2 separate regions of the Oryctolagus cuniculus genome follow, and region 1 is linked to region 2. Evidence: chromatin contacts called from public Hi-C data. All regions are on one chromosome and are shown on one strand. Each heading gives the region's core, a stretch centred on a gene start, on an enhancer-like site or on the middle of the called end of the contact. The rest is flanking DNA. Distances are from core to core; before and after follow the strand shown. Region 1 holds the start of TRIB1 (tribbles pseudokinase 1). Region 2 overlaps NSMCE2 (NSE2 (MMS21) homolog, SMC5-SMC6 complex SUMO ligase).

Region 1 (2,700 bases), core at 31-2,530, 180 kb after region 2:
ACAGGGACTCCCACCCTGGAGGCCGCATCTAATTCGAGCTGTTATTGCTGCTTTAATTTTCATCTATTAATCCCCAGCGCCTAGCCCTTAGTAGACGCTTAGTGTTTGTTGAATGCACGGAGAATTAATAAGGAAATGGATGTATTCCTAGGGCTCTACCTGGTTTTAGAAAGTTAACGATTTAGCAGAAGTTCAAGGTCGCCTGCCTTGGGCGTTCAGGGGCTCCAAACTGACCAGGTTCCGATTCCGAGCTGTTTTCACGGAGCTCGGCGCAGGGTCTGGCGCACACTTTGCGCTCACCCTAAGCACTCTGCAGCGTCCGCGGGGCCGTGGCCGCAATGACTGCCCCGCCTCCTCCACACCACCTACCCCGATGCCCAGGCTGGCACCCGCGCCCCAGACTCCGCGGCGCGTGCGGAGGCCCGGGGAGGGGCAGGGATCCGGCGGCCGCGGCCACGTGGGCCCCTTCCGCCCGCTCCCACATCCTTTGTTTCCCACCCGCCCGGCTCAGGAAGCTCTTTCTGCGAGTCACCGCGAAGGGGCGGCCCGGGAGCCTGGAGAAGCTATTTCCGTGCAACCCGGGCGGCGAGGAGGTGGAGGCGGCGCAGAAGGCCCCGTGTTTGCTTTCGTTTCGTCCAACAGAAGGTTCTATTTGTGGAAGCGAACAGACGCTGGGGATTAGAGCTGGGAGGAGGCAGGAAAAGGGAGGGGGGAGCCACATCCACTACCACGCACAGGTCTTCCCCGGAACTACCGCGTGGGGGTGAATGACTGTCTCTGGAACTCATCACCCTCCCCAGGCTCCCTCCGCACCCCCACCCCTCTCCTCTGGCTGCAGCCTGGCCGCCCACGGCTCCAACCGGAGCTCCCCAGGTGCTGGGCTGCGGGGGGATCCCCGGGGCCAAAGGCGTAACCGCGGGACCGCAGCGAGCGGCGGGTGCAGAGAACCGCGCCGCGCGTGCCCGCGGCCCATTGTGCTCGCTGTGAATGAGGCGCGCGCACCAATCAGCGGCCGCTTCGCCCCCCGAGGCCCCGCCCTCCCGCCCACTTCCCCGAGACCCTGACGTCACGGGAACTTTTCCTCCGCCCCCTCCTTCGGCCGCTCGCGCGGAGCCGGGGGCCTGCAAGGAGGGCGCGCGCCGCCTCCTGCCCTGCCCAGCCCGGGGGCCGAGTGCGCGCGCTCCGGGCGGCCCGGGACGCACCACCTGCGCCCGAGCGCGCGCCGCTCCGAGCATCCCAGGCCCGCGGGCCACCCCCCGCCCCCCAGCCTCCTGCCCCTCCCCCCCAGTCTCCTCCCTCCGCTCCGGGGACTGCTCGCCGGGTGGCGGAGCCGGAGTCGTCGCGGCCACCTCATTGCACAACCCGGCTCCCCAACTGTTTACACAGGCCGGCCTGTGAGTGTGTGTGTGTATACAGCGTGAGTCACCGGGAGGCGGAGGAGGTGGAGGAAAAGGAGAAGGAGGAGTGCGCTGGCCGGGATCGGCGCGGCGCACACACTCACTCACACTCAGTCACTCTCTCCGAGCGCGTCGCGCCCGCTCGCACACGCCCGCAGTCCAGGAGCGCGCGCAGGACCCCCGGGCGCCGCGGAAAAGTTGCTCCGGCTTTGATTGCTCCGGGACGTGCATTGGCTCCGCGGCTCTGCGCAGCCCGCGGAATCCTGTGCTCGTGGCCCGGGACCCCGGGAACGCAGGCCGCCGCCGCCTCTGGGACGGTCGGCAGCCTCGGCAACAATAGCGGCGGCCGCCCCCTGCGAGGGGGCCCCAAGTCGGCGGCCGCGGGGGTCCGAGGACCTGAGCCGGCCTCCGCCCCCCGGCCGCTGAGCCAGCGTGGTCTCCGCGTGTGCACCCGACAGCGCCGAGCAGCCACTCCCGCTGTGGCCCCTGTGGGGGCCGAGCCAAGCCCGCTCTGCAAACTCCATCCCGCGGGCTGGAAGAAGTCGCGGCGCCCTCGCCGAGCCCGCAGCGCCTTCCTGCGCGGATCCGGGGACTTACAAAGCCGGGACCGCCCCGGCCGGGGACGGGATGCGGGCCGGTCCCGTGCGCTCTTCCATGAGCGGCGCCTCGCAACCCCGGGGCCCGGCCCTGCTGCTCCCGGCCGCTCGGGGCACCCCGACCAAACGGCTGCTGGATGCGGACGACGCGGCGGCGGCGGTGGCGGCGGCGGCCAAGTGCCCGCGACTCTCCGAGTGCCCAAGCCCCCCGGACTACCTCAGCCCCCCCGGCTCGCCGTGCAGCCCGCAGCCCCTGCCCGCCGCGCCGGGAGCCGGCGGCAGCTCCGGGAGCGCGCCGGGGCCCAGCCGCATCGCGGACTACCTGCTACTGCCCCTAGCCGAGCGCGAGCATGTGTCCCGGGCGCTGTGCATCCACACCGGCCGCGAGCTGCGCTGCAAGGTAGGCGCCCCGGGGAGCACCCGGCGGGGGGATCGGGGGCGCGGGACGCGGTGCCCGACGTCCCTCCGACGCGGGGGGCTTGGGGGCAGGGCGGGTTGGTGCGGGGAGCCCGACCAGGCGGCCATTGACCGAGTTCACCCTTTTGGAGAGAGGTGTAAAGGGGGGATTCGCAGGCAAGCGGAAGTGCAGGGTTCAATTGCTTTATAGTCCTTGCTTGGCGCTGAGTTTAGCGCGTGGCGTTCCCATATAAGTTGTGGAATTGCAATGGATTCCAGGGCCATGCCATTCCCCTTCTCTCATTCTCCTC
Region 2 (2,700 bases), core at 90-2,589:
GTGCAGATGCTGAGCTCCCGCACCTGCTGTTCCGCAGCGCCCCCTGAGAGGAGTATGGGCACAGCCCGCAAGGCAGCCTCTCCAAGGAGCGTTCCACTGGCTTGTTTGTTTTACAGTGCACTTTGAGGAGGCCTCGGTTTTACTTAATAAGGTACTCCCTTTGTTATTTCGTGGCATATTTTATAAGAAAATGCTTTTTCTTAGCATAGGAGCAAATTCTGCTAATTTGCTGAACAAAGCCATCTGCAAGGACATTTTAGCTTTCACTTCAGGCTTTGGCAGTTGTGGACAAATGATCATCCTGTTTGATGAGGTGTAAAATAACACACTTGAACTGAAGAATGAACACATTTCCAGATGCGATGTGAACAGTTTCTTCAAGTAACAATTTCCGAAAGATGGATTTTGATAGACTGTTTACAGTGTTACCAAAGTGTCTCCTGAGTCTCTCTCAAGTTGCCCCCACTTGGTACCCACACGTGTACCACTTAACAATTACGGACACTTTTGATTCAATTCAGACTTTACTGCAAAAGAAGAATGCATACCATTTTGTTCAGTCAGAATCTAGCATTCTTTCTTGAACTTTCTCTTGGCACGTTAAGCTGACATATTGGGCATGGAGATGATGCACTGGAAATAACGCATTCCTACCCCGAGGACTGTGTGACTTTCAACTAACTACGTACGTGGCCCAGTTGTCATGTGGGTTTACTTTTATACCATGCCCGGCTCTGACATTTTAAGCTAACATTTTTGACATTCACCAGAAAAGGAAGGTGACTGTACAGTGATCAGATGATAAATTCTAATCATGGGACATTCACATTTATAATTGAAGAGAGTACATCCTTTGTAATTGAAGATAGTGCTCACGAGGACAGGGAGTAGCCAAGGGCAGAGAGCCGGGGTGAACAGCTGCTCTCCCTGCACTGGGTCCCCTCCTATCGGCAGCCAGCATCAGGCTAGATCTCCTTTGTGATTCTCCGGGGCCTCTGGGGTTTGGGAAGTCAGTTCCAGCGTTGGAGTCCACTCTGGGTTAGTGTTTCCCTGTCCCACTTTCTGACTCCTGGAGGAAGGAATGCACTTGTCTGAGAGGGAGTGGAAATGACTCTTGAGAATAAAAACTTGATTTTCATCCTAAGAAGGTGGGAGCCAGAGGAGGAGGAGCGAGAGGAGAGTTGGAAGCAGGGAAATAAGTGTGATTAGGGGAGGAAATTTGGGAGGGAGAATGGGACAGAAGATGGAGGAGAGGAAGAAATGACTTTCTCTCTTCCCCTTACTCCCCCCTTTTTGCCGCTCTGGTTATTTCTGCTTTTCCTAGTTTCCTCTTTTCTCTGCCCTTTTGATGGCACTGCCCTCCAACACTGTTCTCTCCTCTTCTCCCTCGTCTTTCTGTGTCTTTCTCTACCTGCTTCCACCCCACCCCCTTCAGCTGTCTTTGTGACCCCCATTCCCCTTCACAGAGTGTCCACCAGTGAGTGCTACAGGTACAGTCACGGCTGGTGCAGTCTCGGATAGCTCACTCTGACAAGCTTAATCAGACATTCCTGGTTCCCTTCAAATCAGAATGAGTCCCTGCCTTGGCGTGTTCATCCTGAAGTTGGGGGTGCAGTCCCCGGATCCGTGAGCAGGAGAGGGCCTGCCAGGACACTGCCATTGTGGAAGAGATTCCTGCAGTGGTGTCGGGCAGTGGTGAGGGAGTGTGCGCATCCTTGACTGGAGGATTGGTGAGGCTCAGAGAGCAAACCACACAGCTGGTGAGGGCGGGGCTAACTGGAATGCCAGCCTGGGCCTTCCCCCCCAGAGCTGCTGCTTTGGGACCTGCCAAATAAGGAGTCACATGTTGACTTACTCTGCCTTCTGTTTAGAGCTAAGGACAACTTTTGTTAATATGTTTTTCTAAGCCACAGCATTAACTCTTGGTTTTTGATCATGTCTACAGCTGTATATTGCAATTAATACTAAAAATGGAGAAGCCCTCTGCTTTGCTGGTAACTTTTTGGTGTTTGTAAATCTGAGTAAGTGTTCATTAGAATTTCCTTATATCTAATCATTTTTCATTTTCTGACAGTAAAAATGGGTATATTGTAAAATATTCAGTTTAGATGGCAAAGTGAAAATCACCTGTAATCCCATTACCCACAGATAACCATATATCAACATCTTGTATATTTCCTTAGTCTTTTTTTTATAAAATACATATTTGCAAAATTGAGATCAGTTTAGTATCCTGATTATTTCACTCAGCAGTGTTGGCTCAGTAAATATTTCAAAACAATTTTAAATTGATCCCTAATGTCCCATTTATGTGTGCACCATTGATTTATTCCTCTTTGGATCATTGTCCTGTACCAATGTTACCTCCAGTCTATCAGTGGATAACAATTGATATTATCAATTTTTAATGTCAGAGTAATAGTCTAAAAATATCTTGTTCTGTGCATTGAGTCTTAAGTATCAAAATAACAGGTTTTGGATTTATTGTTATTGTATTATATATTACAGAAACTATATCATGGTAAATTTTTCCAGTTGACACTGAGTTTACCAGAAAAATTCAGAAGCTCACATAAGTGATTGGTGTTGTGTTTGGGCAAAAATTTATGAAAGTGCTCTGATGTATTTATTGAATTAGCGGACATTTTACATTAAGTCACTCCCAGCACAAGGTGTTAGTTGCTCAATTAAACAGAAGGA

Evidence for each region. A called contact is a pair of places that touch in the nucleus more often than the background predicts.
Region 1: a Hi-C map of psoas muscle shows a contact between it and region 2, with 5 times the contacts expected there. The contact joins the promoter of TRIB1 here to the enhancer-like site in region 2. A contact is called at or near these places in 5 of 6 Hi-C or Micro-C datasets (ear pinna, embryonic fibroblasts, psoas muscle and 2 more).

The regions. Positions count from the first base shown.
Region 1 is chr6:151,043,869-151,046,568 of mOryCun1.1, forward strand. It overlaps TRIB1 (tribbles pseudokinase 1), which reads left to right and starts at 1,281. Exons shown (of 3, transcript XM_002710613.5): 1 at 1,281-2,393. The coding sequence starts at 2,025.
Region 2 is chr6:150,867,027-150,869,726 of mOryCun1.1, forward strand. The region is part of intron 4 of NSMCE2 (NSE2 (MMS21) homolog, SMC5-SMC6 complex SUMO ligase); the gene reads left to right. Among named protein-coding and RNA genes, the nearest start is that of WASHC5, 130 kb to the left of the region's middle. Within about 2 kb of position 1,340, at least 3 of the 8 cell types and tissues checked have an H3K27ac peak or open chromatin away from gene starts, as enhancers often do. A contact at or near this core is called in ear pinna, where this site is marked.